Linked DNA regions of Sus scrofa: regions 2 and 3 are each linked to region 1. A link is a contact called in public HiChIP or PLAC-seq and promoter capture Hi-C data. All regions are on one chromosome and are shown on one strand. The core of a region is the stretch at or near the end of the contact, and the rest is flanking DNA. Distances in the headings are between cores, read along the strand shown.

Region 1 (4,949 bases), core at 1,255-3,754:
TCATTCAATACCTCCTGAGCACCTACTGTGTCTCAGCCTGTATTAAGGCTCTAAGCCACAATCTCTTAGGTGGTAATACAAGGACACCACCACCTGCCTCAGCAAGTAGTGAGGATCAAAGGAGAAAAAGATTGAAGCAAACATTGTGTATTGTTAAACAATGCTAGATATCACTTGGGTATGTTCTACTTTAAACACTCCCCCCCCCATTTCATTTATTTTTCCAAGTTTTCTTTTCTTTGGGGAACTTTGCCCCACCACATCTCAGCATGTCTCTCCATGTTTACATATAGTCAGTTTGATCTCGAGCCATTCCCATCAAATAGCAAGAATACACAGCCCCAATTTTCAAATACTCAGAATCAGAATTCCACACTCTCTGGCAGGCACATTTGTGATAACACCTTGCCGGCTATTTCTCAGCTAGGCTGTTCCCAAAAGAAACGTTAGGCCAAAGGGCCATCTTAGGTCCTTCCAAACTTAGACAAAGCAAGCATGTGCAACTGCATCCACATCAGAGGCAACTTCCAGAAGCATTCCCAAATCACAAAGATCTACTTCACCGAATCACTGCTTTTTAGGTTGGAAAGGGATCGTCTAGACCCACCCTTTCTACAAATCCAGAAACTCTGTCTAGTGATTAGCAGTCGCTAAAGGTCATACAGAGACTCAGTGGTAGCGTCATAACTCTGTTGCTGTATTCCAGGGACCATCACGAACCCCCAGTTTCCCTCCATTCGCCCAGAAAAAACTTCTGCTGGACACGCCCCTTCCCCACTCGGAGCTCTCATCAGTAAACAGTCTTCCGCCCCAGTCAAAGGGCAAGTGCAGGCCCGGGTGACCTGACGGTTGCCTGCGAGTAAGGGGCTATGTGTAATTAATGCGAGATGATAGTTCTGGGTCTTAGGCGGGAAATGCGTCCCTGGGCTTTACCCTGTGGCTCTTCCTTAAGCCTTAAGTGCCACCGGGTGGGTGCAAGGCTCTCAATGCCGAGCCCCACCGGGGGTACGGTGGGGTGGGGGGTGGTTGGTTACCGCACTTAACGGGCCCTCCCCACCCCCAAACAGAGGTCAACTCTCCTCAGTAGCAACTGATAGGACAGTCCCGCCCCCACGAAGCCAGCTCACAGCCCTTGGACTAAACCCGCGACCCCAGAGCCCACACACTCTGCTCGGTCCTGCCGGCCCCTCCGCCCCCCCTTTTCCCCCCGAGGGGCGCGGACCGACGCGCTGAGCGTGAGAGAAACAGAGAGGGGGGCGCGTGCCGGCGGGAGGGAGGGGTCACTTCCGGTCGCAACAGCTCACCTCGTAGCGGAACATTCTTGGGGAGGGGGGGGAGGGAGCGGGGAGGGGAATGGGGGAGGGAGGGAAGAAGCGCTGACTCTCCGGGCTCCTCCGCGCGCGGGTCCTCCACCGGCTCGCGACCCCTGGCCGCCGCCGTACGCCGGAGCGTGCGTGGGAACGTGCGCAGGCGCGCCTCGGGGAGGGCGGCCGCCCCGCTCCGCGCCCGGCGGCGGCGGCTGCGCGGGGACAGATTTGGCGTCCCGCTTCCTAGTCTCGGCGGCGGGAAGGAGGTCCCGTGGCGAGAGACTGCGCACGCGCCACCCGTCGGGGGCTTCCTCGCGATCCGAACCTGTAGCTCCGCCCCCGGCTTCTCTGCGCCCGCCCGACGCTGAGGTTCGAGTCACGAGTTTTCCGTCACCGACGGGGCGGAGAAAAGCCTTGTGATTGTCACAGGATATGGCTTTGGAGAGTCCCAGGCTTAGCTTAGGCTGGGAGAAATGGACATTCCTGGGCACTTTTTCCAGCGTCCAACACCGTCTTCGGGTTGCTTGGCGGTCTTCACGACATACGATAGGCACCGAGTGGAGGGGAAAAAAGTTAAAGTTCAGGTCATCGAAAGGGGCTGAGTTCGTCGCCACTTTCAGCGGCACGTCACCCGCTGAGTCAACAGCAGGTCAGGGCTGTGATTTATGTGTCTCAGAGATGAAGGCTTTTTTTTCCTCTTTTCTTTAAACCGAAGGCTTATTAGGGAGGTTCAACCAGGGAGGTATTTTTAGGGCTCAGGCACATCAAGCGTGTGGAGTGAGGGAGCCAAAAAAGGCAGCACAGCCGTGGGCAGCAAGGTCATCGAGGCTGAGTGCGCCGTAGGGTGACACCACCTCCTTAGAGGATCAGGACCAGAAAAGCATTTGTCCAGGTGCCTTGGCAGCCTGTTTTCAGAAGTCTCTTTGGAGAACTGTTATCTCCGCTAGCCGAACTCACTCTTTCCCCTTGAAGACTAAACTTGGCTACGAAATTTAGTCCTTGCACCACGAATTCTTGTGCAGTTTCGCAACTCCTTTCTCCGGTGTCTTAAAGTGCAGCCTCGCCTGGGAGTGGCATAGAGTAAATTCCTTACGTGGTGGTATGACCGGATTAATCAGAGCCTGAGTAGTGGAAACTTGGATTTGGAAATAGAAGTTCTGGGTGGGAATCAGTGCTTTGCCACTGGGCCGTCAGATTTGGGGCAAGTTACCTAAACGTGTCTGAGCCTTAATTTCTTTGGAAAACGGGATTAATGATACCTGCCTCACAAAGTAGTGGTTCAATGGCATGATGATTCCAGTAGTACTTCTACTGATGGTTGAAGTCTGCCTTATGCCAATCCGGTGAGGTAGGTGGTATTATTTTCTCCATAGATGAGGAATTTGAGGATTAGAGATGTTAAGCAGTTTATCCTAAACCACTCAATGGCAAGCGGCAACCAGGTCTCTCATTCCAGAAACCCAGTCTCTTAATCATTGTGACAGTTTAACAAAAGAGGATATTTACATGGGACAGACCTAAATGTTAAAGTGGAGCAGGCTGGGGATAAGATGATAACTTTTAAGCACGCATAGAACACTACAAAAGTTCATGTATTAGGTAGGGGCACTTCTTAACAGTGAGAATTGGTGCCATATAGACCAAAGGTTGGGAAAGTGTGACCCACAGCCAAATCTGCTTAGCTGCCTTTTTTTTTCAAAGTAAAGTTTTGTGGGAAGACGGCCATCTTCATTTATTTACATATTGTCTTTAGTTGCTTTGGGGCAACAAAGGCATAATTGAATACTTTCAATGGAGGCTATTTGGCTAGCAAAGCCTGAAATAATTACTCTGGCCCTTTACGGAAAGAGTTTGCTGATTCTAGATGTTGCAGATCAAGTTTTCTGATCATTATGTCAGAATTTTTTTTTTTTTTTTTTTTTTTTTTTGGCTGCACTGGTGGCAAATGAAGTTCCCGGGCCAGGGATCAAATCCAAGCCACAGGTGTGACCTTTGCCACAGCTGTGGCAACACCAGATCTTTAACTGGATCTGCACCAGGCAGGGAATGGAAATTGTGCCTCAGCAGCGATTGGAGCCACCTCAAATACAACACTGGATACTTAACCTACTGTGCCACAATGAGAACTCCAGACATCAGAACATTTTAAAAAACTCCACACTTCTAATTAATGGACTGCTTGAGAAAACATAGTGGAAAGTAGATAAACTTATTAACGTATAAAGACTTGAGATACAGCTAAAGCAGTTTCTATGAGAGAATAGGAAAGCCTGAATGTAAATGAACTATAGGATGATGTCAAAGAAAGGATAAATAAGGAAATAGTAAAGAGCAGAAATGAAAGAAACAGAAAACAAGATAGAGATGGTCGATAAAATTATGTTTTTCTCATGCAACAGCTGTCTTTGAGGGAGATGAATGAGGGCCACTTTAGGCAAATGTATTTTCTTGAGCTGTGTAGGCCCATTATTAAGATGGAGAGGGTAAAAATTCTTTTCACAAGTAATTCTTTCGAAATAAGATATGAGGCCTTTGGAGAGTGTCTCTTGAGTGAGTGGAAGAAAAGTCTCTCCTGCACACCAGCTAGGTGGAAAAGGCGATTGACAGTTGAGAGGCGACATCAATTAGCATCGCTATCATGCTTTCTCTGGCCTTGCCATCCTTTTTCCAAAGGTTGTAAAAAAAATCCACTGCGGTATTTACAGATTCTATACATCCTATTTCTTAGATCATGGTAAAGGAACAAAATGTACTTTTTGTGAGCCTAGTTTCAGATGATGTATTAATTTTCATCAAGTAATGTACAACAAGTGTTATACAACAGCTTCACCAGGAGGGCTTGTTAAAATAGACTCCTGGGAGTTCCCCTTGGGGCTCTTTGTTAAGGACCTAATGCTGTCTCTGTGAGGGTGTGGGTTTGATCCTTAGTTTCACTCTGGGTTAGGCTGTGGCATTGCTGCAAGCTGCAGCATGGATCAAAGACGAGTCTCTTATCTGGTGGCCATGGCTGTGGTGTGGGCATGTAGCTGCAGCTCTGATCCGACCCCTAGCCTGAGAACATCCATATGCCACAGGTGCTGCCATAAACAAGAAAGAAAAACAAAAACCAGACTCCTGGGCCACCCCACTCCCCAGATTTTCTGATTCAGCAGGTCTGCAATGGGACCTAAAAATTGCATTTATATGAAGTTCCCAGGTGATGCTGATGCTGTTGGTTCTAGGACTAGGCTTTGAGAATGGTTGCTTTTAAACATTGTCCTCGGGTGCTTGCAAAGGTTATAAAGAGGTGGGGAAAAGAGTGGTGGGCTGCCCAGAGGGTCATTTCTCATGTAGTCTACAAGGTTGTAACAAATGTCCTAGAAAGTTACAGGGAGGAACCCTTGGTGCAGCAGATTTTAGGACAAAAGGCTTAGCAATATAATAGAAATTAAAATATAATGCAAAACTTGTAAACAAGGCCACAGAGTCTTTGTCCTCTCTGAAGAGGTGTTTTCTGTTTCCACCATTCCTTGAATCTGGCCTGGACTGTGATAGACCCGTGGAGTGCTGGGGAGGCGATGCAATGTCAGCTGTGTCTAGTCTTTAAGAAGACTGACAATGTAAGTCCATGTTAGATGCCCACTTGTCTTGCTGAAGCGGTCA
Region 2 (4,949 bases), core at 1,478-3,977, 1.4 Mb before region 1:
GGACAAGAGGGAAGGCAGCATTTAAACACAAACAGGGGAGTTTCCGTTGTGGCACAGTGGTTAGCGAATCTGACTAGGAACCATGAGGTTGCGGGTTTGAACCCTGGCCTTGCTCAGTGGGTTAAGGGTCCGGCGTTGCCGTGAACTGTGGTGTAGGTTGCAGATGCAGCTCAGATCCCACGATGCTGTGGCTCTGGCATAGGCCGGCGGCTACAGCTCCAATTCAACCCCTAGCCTGGGAACCTCCATATGCCATGGGAGTGGCTGCAGAAAAGGCAAAAAAAAAAAAAAAGACAAAAACCCCCAAACAAACTGGGTCATTGGTGGTTTTGGGGCTGAAAGGGCATTCTTCTCTTTGCTTAAATCCAAGGGTAGCATTTTGTTCTTGACTGCCGGTTTACTTACCAGTGAGTTGAACTAAATAAAAATGACCCTGTGGTTTGCTATCTATAGACATGAATTGCAAGTGGAGCAGATTTGAAGAAGTATAGATAAACTACACTAGAGAAAACTATATGGTACTACTTGATATACATAGCAAGGTAGTTCATTTTAAGTTTGGTGGTCTGGATATCCTATTGTTTTAGCCTAGATTTTACTGTGCAATACTTTTCAGAAGTGGCTGGCAATTTAAACCTTACGTTCTATTAAACATCCTTTCAGGGAAATATTTTGCATGATTCTTTTTTTTATAGTAATTTTTTATTTTTTCCATTATAGTTGATTTACAGTGTTCTATCAGTTTCCTACCGCACAACAAGATGACCCAGGGAGTTTCCGTTGTGGCTCAGTGGTTAATGAATCCGACTAGGAACCATGAAGTTTCGGATTCGATCCCCGGTCTTTCTCAGTGGGTTAAGGATCCAGCATAATGCCGTGAGCTGTGGTGTAGATTGCAGATGAGGCTCACATCTCGAGTTGCTGTGGCTCTGGCGTAGGCCAGTGGCTGCAGCTCCAATTCGATCCCTAGCCTGGGAACTTCCATATGCCGCATGTGGGGCCATAAAAAGCAAAAAAAAAAAAAAAAAAAATCAAGAAAAGCATAAAATAGAAAAATGAATTTTACCTGCTGTATAGCACACAGAACTCAATCACTTTGTCGTACAGCAGGAATTATCACAACCTTGTAAATCAACTGTATTTCAATACAACAAAAAAAGCAAAAAAAAAGAAATTTAATTTCTAAGGATATAAATTAACCTAACTTGCAGCTAAAAAAGCCTCTCTAAATGAAACAAATATTGTATTTCCAATAATACTTTAACTTTACCTTTTATAAGGTCTAAAGTTTTTAAATATTTCATTTTTTAGTTTATTAATATTTTTTGCTTTTTAAGGCTCCACCTGCAGCATATGGAGGTTCACAGGCTAGGGGCCAAATCGGAGCTGTAGCTGCCTGCCGGCCTGCCCCACAGCCACAGCCCACGCAGAATTCCAGTGGAGCCTGCAACCTACACCACAGCTCACAGCAATGCCGGATACCCCACCCACTGAGCGAGGCCAGGGATCCAACCTGCAACCTCATGGATACTAGTCAGATTCGTTAACTACTTAGCCATGACAGGAACTCCAAGATTTCATTTTTTAAATACACACTGTCATTAAAAGAGCTATGCAGGAGTTCCCACCAAGGACTCGACTTGTCTCTGTGGCAGAGCAAGTTTCATCCCCAGCCTGGTGCAGTGGGTTATGGATATGTAGAGAAGGTCGCAGCTGCGGCTCCTATTCCATCCCTGGCCCCGGAACTACCATATGCTGCGGGTGCCGCCATTAAAACAAACAAACAACAACAAAACAAAACTCTGAAGCATGCAGCAACAAATGGTAGATTGAGGCACTTAGCAAGCATGTAATAGAACCTGTTACATAAGCCATGTCAGAGAAAGAACTAGATTAGACCTCAGAAAAGAAGGCAGATCTTTCCCATGCCGCCTAGTGCTCAGAGCATATTTTAAACTAGCAACATTTGACACCAAAGACCAGGACAGACCGCAGGATTTAGAATCACACTTTACAGGTGAGGAATCTTGGCTTCAGTGAAGTGGCTGGTGGAACACTTTTGAAAGACTATTACGTAATAGCCAGGGCAGCTTTCAAAAAAGAAATGGCCTTGAGCTAAATGAGAACACCAGGCCTTGCTCTTGGGTTCACAACGTTGTAGGGCTAATTAGGACAAGATGTGGCGCTGTGATCTATGTAGCGTTGGCCAGCAGCTCCAGAGACAGGAGCTTCTAGAGAATCTTTTCCTTCCTGCCTGTATTTCCCGGATTGGGCGAGGTTACATGTCGGCACCCAGCTCAGGGGCTGCAGTGAAACGCTAAGGGAATCAGGCGAAGCCAAGAGTCAGCTCCCACTCCGGGGGGTTGCGACTGCCTCAGCGCGCGTCCTGTGTTCCTCTTCCACGGTTGGCACTATGGTTCCAAAGCTCGCGCTCGCTCTCCTTCCTCTTCCTCCTAGGCCTTCGGCAGGAGCTTCGCTCCCCACAGACTCTTCACTCCGGGAGGCCCCTCCGTGCGGAAGCCATAAGCCAGACCTTTCCATTATCCTGAGATTCTGCTGGTACTAGGGAACTCGCCGGTCTAATGAATGCTCCATCAAAATTGTTTTAAATAAAGTTTTCGCCATCAAAAAAAAAAAAAGAAAGAGAAAAAAGAAAAAAGGGAGAGGGCCAATTAGTGGGCAAACTGTTGGCCAATGACTGAAGAAGCTGAAGCCGGAAGACGCCGGGGCCTGTGGGTGATTGGTTACTCCAGAAGCCTGTCTGGAGCGTACCACACTTACTGGAGGGGGTTTGGCGAATTTGGAAGGGTAACTACTTGCTTTTGAGTACTCTCGGTACGCACATTTAATTATTTTTCACGTCTGAGTTTTCCTGCTTCGATACGGGAGGGGCACAAAGCAGGAAGCAGAAAAAGGGAAGAGTGGCCCCGCCATTTCCCCTTTTCCGACTACTGCGCAGTACGCCCACCCATCTCTGCTGGTCGAAGGCCCTTGCGCGCGCGTTCTCGTTTTCTCGCGTGGTACGGCGCTGTGCTCTTGCAGCCAATCAGACCGCGAGGTCGCCGCGGTCGCCGGCGTGCGCGCGCACGCCCTAGAGCTGCGTCGGGGTGGGGGCTATGGGTGAATGGGAGAGTGAGCGGGGGCGGGCGCGGCGGCGCGAGCCGCATGAATGAGAGGAACGTGCCCTGCGCGAGACGTCGCGCGCGCCCGGGACAGGGAGCCAATGGGAACGCTGGGAGGGCTCGAGACCCGGCTCTGAGGGCAACGGCCGCGCGCTGACTCGAAGGCGAGCGTCGCTGAGCGGGGGCGCGCTGAGCAGGGCGGGCGTGGAGCGTGCGGCGGCCGCGCGCTGCCTCTCAGAGGCCGGACGGCACTACCGGGAGGCGGCGGCGACTACGACGGTAGCGGTGACGGGAACAGCGCCGGGGGTGAGTACCGGGGACACCGGCCCCTACGGAACCGGAAGTGTCGGGCCAGGAAGGTGGGAGGGGAGAGTGACCTCTAGGGAAGGGGGACCCAAGAGGGGGAGGTGGTTTGAGGCCCCATTCCTCCTCCGGGCCGGGTCATCCAACTGCGGCGGGACCCGTGGGCCCCGGAAACGGACGACGAGTAGAGGCCGGGGATCCACGGCTGCCGGGGCTCAGAACCGGTTAGTGCCGGGTCGCCGGGTCCCAGCTGGGGACCCCGGTCCCTACGCGCCTGGCGCCCAGCCGCCGCCCCTCCCGCCCCCGGCTCTGCGACCCGGGGCTCTGTAGTCTCCCGCGGCTCCAATGGGCCCTGCCGCCGCGGATGCGGTCTTCCCTGTCTCGGCCATCCCTGCCCCTTACCGTGATTCTCGATACCCCCGCTCCGGGGTAGGGATTGGGTGCCATTCCCTCCCTGCTTTTTAGGTCCTTCACCCCACTCTGCTGATACTTATTTTGGCTCAAGCCTCATCCTGTTACCTGTTCTCTTGCATCCGTCCGCTTCCTCCCCTACCCCCACCAGCGGGAGCTCCATGCTTTTAGTACTCTGTACTTTTTACAAGTGGAACTCGAATGTGTTTGACATTATTTTACCTATAGGAATCTCTTGTGAGATAGGGAGGTAGAAAGCGTTTTACCCACTTGGCCGAATGAAAACATTGAAATGAGAAGTAAGAGACTTAAAGTTACGAAAGGAGGTGTAGGATTAGATACATGTTATACTCTAGATCATTTTTCTGCCTTGGATTTTTCACTTCCTGGTTAATGCCATCTTGTCTAGGTTGACCTTATTCGCATCCCTATCGTTTTATCCCAGTATTTCTCTGTACTGGGTTAAATCTCTTCAGAATGTTTATCACCCATTCTTTAAACCCACCTAATGCTTACAAGATTTATATTGCCATGTACTTTACTACCCACCCACCCCCGCCGCCCCGTATGTAATAACACCCATATTAAACTTCTGTTTGACTCTTCAGCCAGTATTTTGACATGTGGGTTATTCCATGATACCTTGGTTACTTTGTATTAAGACTTATACTATTATACTTCTTTATTTCAACAAGCAATACTTGTGCTGTCAGTCTTGCTGCCATACCTATTCACCCCTTTAAGGAGGTACTTGTATTAAACCTTTGTTAAAGCCCTCAAACCCAACCTTTGTAATTTGTTTTATATATATATATATATATATATATATATACATATTTCCAATCCATAGATTGCTCTATGCCCGAATGTGACATACACATTCTTGTGCACCTTTTTCTACTGGTATGGATCCAGACTACTGGCTCTGATGAGCCACAGTCACCCTGCGGTCTCATTCCTACTACCCACAGTACATCCTTCTGCTGAGAGCTGATGCATCTTTATTACACCCAATAAAGTCCTAGGTTTTGTCTTGTCACTTCTAACATACATACCTTAAACATCTCAGATGCTGATCTCTCTTGTTTCCTTGTATTGTACTCCCCAAGTTGC
Region 3 (4,949 bases), core at 1,322-3,821, 1.4 Mb before region 1:
AGGTTAAATAAACTGCTGGTAGACATCAATCACTAACTAAAGTCAAGTCAACCTCTCTATGCTTTAGTTTTTCAGCTTTAAAAAGCAGATAACAATGCCTATTTCAAGGGGCTATTGTAAGTATTAAACACTAAAACATATCTAACTGCACTGTGAATTTCAAGGTCTGTAACAAATCATTTCCCTCAGATATTTTTGGGCCATACCCATGGTACAAGGAAGTTCTAAGGCCAGGAATCGAATCCAAGCCGAAGCTGCAACCTATTGCTACAGCTGTGGCAATGCCAGATCCTTAACTGGCTAGGCCACAGTAGGAACTCCTTCTTCAGCTCTTTTTTTTTTTTTTTTTAAATCTTTACTCTCTTAGGGCTGCATTTGTGGCATATGTAAGTTCCTAGGCTAGGGGTTGAATGGGAGCTGTAGCCACTGGCCTACAATCACAGCCACAGCAACGCCGGATCCTTAACCCATTGAGCAAGGCCAGGGATCGAACCTGTGTCCTCATGGATACCAGTCAGATTCGTTTCCTCTGAGCCGTGACAGGAACTCCCCTCCTTCAGCTCTTGATGTAGCAGTAGGACTTGGGATGAACTAAATGTCATCCTGGAGACTTAACATGTCCAAAATGACTTGATATCCATCTCCTCAAACCTGTCCTTTCCTGATCTTAGCACTACCATCCACCTAATTATTCAAGCCAAACATTTCCAAACTGCCCTCAATTCCTCTGTCCTTCAATTCTATTTTCAATCCTGCATTCCTGTCAGTTCTACCTCTAACATTTATTTGGCATCCATTTACTTCTCTCCTCTACTGCTATTTCCTAGTTCAAACTATCATCTCTTTCCTGAACTACTAAGCTGTAACTTCTGACCAATTTTCCCACTTTTCTTCTTTTTTTTTAAGGGCAGCACCCAAGGCATATGGAGGTTCCCAGGCTAAGGGTCAAATCAGAGCTACAGGTGCCGGCCTACACCAGAGCCACAGCAATGCTAGAGCTGTGCTGCGTCTGCAACCTACACCACAGCACAGGACAACACTGGATCCTTAACCCACTGAGTGAGGCTAGGGATCAAACCCACAACCTCATGCTTCCTAGTCGGATTCATTTCTGCTGTGCTATGACGGGAACTCCCCCACTTTGCTTCCTTAATAGAGCTGCTCGAATGATTGAAAATAAGCAAATAAGTTAGAAGTTAGATCACTTCAGACTCTTGTGTCAAAATGGTTCCCCCTGAACTTAAAATGTCTTATAGAGGCCTCTGCCTACTCTCCCACCTTCATCTCCTATCGCTCTTTCCCTGTTCACTTCCCCGGAGTGCAAGTGGTTTTCTGTCCCTCAAATATTCAAGGTTATTCTCACATTGGGCCTTCTAATCTCATTTTTTGTATCTAGAGTTCTCTCTCCTCCCACTCATAAATGGCTAGCTCTTCCTTTGTGCTTATATTTTAGCTCTAATGTTATCTACTCAGAAAGGGCTCTCCTGATCACTCTAGCTAAAGCAGTTCTGCCCCCTCAATTCTTTATCACATTTCCCCCTTGTAGCCATAACCACTATCTGATACTATCTGTTTATCCGCAGATATCTGTTTATCACTCTTTGACTCCTCCACTGGCAGGTAAACTCCCAAACAGGCAAGGATCTTGTCAGTTTTGTTCACAGCTGTATCTTCAGCAATTGGAAGAGTGCTTGGTACACAGAGTGGGTGCGCAACAAAATAATTTTTTGAATGAAAGAACCTGGTTTAATTCTAATCACTTCTTCGAACACATTTTGAAACCCCGAGGCCCAGAGGAAGAAAGACAACATGTCCCAAACCAACAGGAAGTTTGAAGCAGATCTGGAACTGGGTCCGCAGGGATGTTAAATCAGGACCCTCAAATACCAAACTCAAAGCTAGGATAATCTTTAGGGAGTCAAAAACCAGCGTCAGGGGCAGGATCGGGCGTGAAAGGTGGTCAGGGAGATCCACTCTCTTCCCACCCCTAATCCATCCCAATTCCAATCATTCTTTCGGTTGTGAATCCTCAGAACCTCTTCTAGTATAGTGTTCCGAAATCGCGCCACGCGTTGCCTAGGTTACCCCTCACCCCAGTCGGAAGGCTGAGAGCCACGCCCCGCCTCTCCTCGCTATGATCTGATTGGCTGGCTTTGACCAGGCCTTGTACTCACCCGGCAGTTCCCGCATTAGGTAGAAGGGGCCACAACCGGCCGCTGACTTGTCGGAGCCGGGAGCGGCTGTGGCCGCGGTAGAGGGCGGGGCGGGGCCCGGCCCCCCGCCCGGAGGAGGAGGCGGTGGGGGTGGAGGTTTTCCAGGTCCGAAGCCAAGTGCGGTCGGGGGCGGTGGTGGGTCAGCCTGAGCTCCGAACAGCGCCGTGAAATTCTCCATCGCCTCCTCCGCCCCGGCGCTGTCTCGGTGTCTGGCGTTGGTGACGTTCATTGGTCAATCTTTTCACAGAGTACCGCCCTCCTCTTTCAGGAGCCTCTCACCATTGGGTTGCCTCGGGCCCTTCCTACCTTCTTCCTGCAACTACTTCCGTCGCCTTCTGAGAACGTTCCGGAAGTACTATTTAACTTTATTTAAATTCTCCTGTATCTCCTACTTGCCGCAGTCGCATATGTCCAATAAAACGATTTAGGTGGAAAAAAAGACAGCTAGATTAGCCAATAAAATATCAAAGCCCTTTCTCCATTTTTAACCTGACGCAGAAGCCAGTCAGAGATCTGCTTCCGGATCTAGAGGCGGTGCATCCGAGACTAGGCCCAATGGAAGCACAATGATGGGAGAGGCGGGACCAGGCTCACGGACTCCGTGGAGCGGCTGGCGCCGCTAGAGCCGGGAAGATGGCGGTTCTCGCGCCTTTAATTGCTCTTATTTATTCGATACCTCGACTATCACGATGGCTGGCCCGACCTTACTACCTTCTGTCAGCCCTCCTCTCTGCTGCCTTCCTACTCGTGAGGAAGCTGCCCCCTGTCTGCTACAATCTCCCCACGCAACGCGAAGACGGCAACCCGTGTGACTTTGACTGGGTGAGCGACCCCCCGCCTTAGGACCCCGCGACCTTGACACCCTGTCCTAGGTTGCATCTACGAGATGCGAGGTTCACCTGTTTGAGAACACCTGAGGTTCCCAACCTGTAGCGGACTTAAGCTATTAAGAATCTAGAGCCTGGGCGGTCGTCGAGTGTAAACCTCTTCACGTTTAAGATGGGAATACAGCGAGTTAGCCTGCCGGGGTCTTCTGACTCCTGAGTCCAAGGTCCTTTCCGTCTCACAATTCGTACCTACCCAAACGAGGCATCTGCACTGTTTTACAGTGCTGCTCTCGTTATGTAAAGCCTCTTGAGGAATCAGTGAGGTAAACAAGGCAAGTAGTAGTAATCTCGTTTCACTGATGAAGAAATTGATCTCGGCGTAGTTAGGAGACTTGTCCAAGGTCACACAACTAGTGAGTGGCTGGGACTTGAAACCACTCTTCTGGCCAAAGCAGCAGCACCATCAGTCATTTTAATTCAGTTAACAACTGCAGAGGGAGGACTGTATGCTAGGCACTGTGCTGCATCCTGAGAATGTAAAAATGAATAAAGTTTTAGGCCTATTGAAATGGAATTGTAAAAAAAATTCATTGTAAAGAAATCAATCTGAACTCTCTTGCAGTACTTCCTAAGTAGAAGTGGAAGGACCACTCAGAAAAATAAGATGAAGTTCTGTGCCCCCTTCTGTATAGCTGAATCTGTGTTACGAGGAAGGAGGGCCTTCCTGAGTTTTTGTCTTTTTTTTTTTCCAGGTCCCAGAATGAGTCTTGACTTTTGACAGAACTTACTTCCTTACTTTTATTCTCCTTCCCTTGTTTACTTTTTCGTACTTCCGCCGTTCTTTCCCAGTGTTATTAAGTAGCTCATGTATAGCTGTGGTGCTTCAAAAGATCCATTTGGGGGGCAGGGGGGCGAACCTGCGGGGTATGGAGGTTCCCAGGCTAGGGTCAGATCAGAGCTACAGCCTATGCCACAGCCATAGCAACGTGGGATCCAAGCTCTGTCTCAGATCTACACCACAGCTCAAGGCAATGGCAGATCCCTGACCCACTGAGCGAGGCCAGGGATTGAACCCGGATCCTCATGGGTACTAGTCAGATTCGTTTCCACTGTGCCATGACAGGAACTCCAAAAGAACCTATTAAGTAGGGACCTTTAACTATTTAGAGTTTATAGCTAGTGTTTGTTTTCCTGGAAAAAATCTTTTACTATTTCCTTGGTGATTTGGAAGTTAGAATATTAAGGTAAATAATCTTAGCAATAACAGGTAAACCTCAAAATTTCAGTGGCTTGGAGTTCCCACCATGGTGCGGTGGGTTGAGAATCCAACTGCAGTTCCTTGGAAGTACGGGTTCGATCCCTGGTCCAGGAACTTCCATATGCTGTGGGTGGAAGAAAAAGAAAAAAAGAGGGAGTTCCTGTTGTGGAGCAATGGAAGCAATCCAACTAGTATCCATGAAGATTCAGGTTCAATCCCTGGTCTTGTTCAGTGGGTCGGGGATCCAGCATTGCCATGAGCTGTGTTGTAGGTCACAGATGTGGCTCAGATCCTACGTTGCTGTGACTGTGATGTAGGCCAGTAGCTGTAGCTCCAACTCGACCCCAAGTCTAGGAACTTCCACATCCTGAGGCTGCAGCACTGAAAAAAAAAAAAGGAAAAAAAAAAATTTCAGTGGCTAAACAGAATAAAAGTTCATTTCTATTTTATTAAATAAAAGAAATAATCAAGCACTTTGCTTTTCCTCTATACACTGTCAGAGTAATAAATAGTTGATAAGGGAATGTTAATTTCCTACTAGAAGAATTTGAAGTAATACAGAAAGAGTGATAGCATTTAAAGATTATGTAGCACTCTGGAGTTCCTGTTGTGTCTTGGTGGTTTAGAAACCTGACAGAATGTTTTGTGAGG

The links. Promoter capture Hi-C pulls out the DNA fragments that hold promoters and counts their contacts. HiChIP or PLAC-seq counts read pairs in DNA pulled down with a chosen protein or histone mark.
Region 2: an H3K27ac HiChIP or PLAC-seq map of skeletal muscle shows a contact between it and region 1, with 5 times the contacts expected there. The contact joins the promoter of ZDHHC5 here to the promoter of PATL1 in region 1. A contact is called at or near these places in 1 of 5 promoter capture datasets (liver), 1 of 47 Hi-C or Micro-C datasets (liver) and 2 of 2 datasets of contacts at active chromatin or transcription factors (alveolar macrophages and skeletal muscle).
Region 3: a promoter capture Hi-C map of liver shows a contact between it and region 1, with 2.8 times the contacts expected there. The contact joins the promoter of MED19 here to the promoter of PATL1 in region 1. A contact is called at or near these places in 1 of 5 promoter capture datasets (liver) and 3 of 47 Hi-C or Micro-C datasets (embryonic fibroblasts, heart right ventricle and skeletal muscle).

The regions. Positions count from the first base shown.
Region 1 is chr2:11,824,371-11,829,319 of Sscrofa11.1, reverse strand. It overlaps PATL1 (protein PAT1 homolog 1), which reads right to left and starts at 2,504. Exons shown (of 19, transcript XM_021082992.1): 1 at 1,305-2,504. The coding sequence starts at 1,319.
Region 2 is chr2:13,274,295-13,279,243 of Sscrofa11.1, reverse strand. ZDHHC5 (palmitoyltransferase ZDHHC5) reads left to right here and starts at 2,727. Exons shown (of 12, transcript XM_021083028.1): 1 at 2,727-2,835.
Region 3 is chr2:13,238,933-13,243,881 of Sscrofa11.1, reverse strand. It overlaps MED19 (mediator of RNA polymerase II transcription subunit 19), which reads right to left and starts at 2,571. Exons shown (of 5, transcript XM_003122715.5): 1 at 2,175-2,571. The coding sequence starts at 2,442. TMX2 (thioredoxin-related transmembrane protein 2) reads left to right here and starts at 2,612. Exons shown (of 8, transcript XM_005660896.3): 1 at 2,612-3,035. The coding sequence starts at 2,847.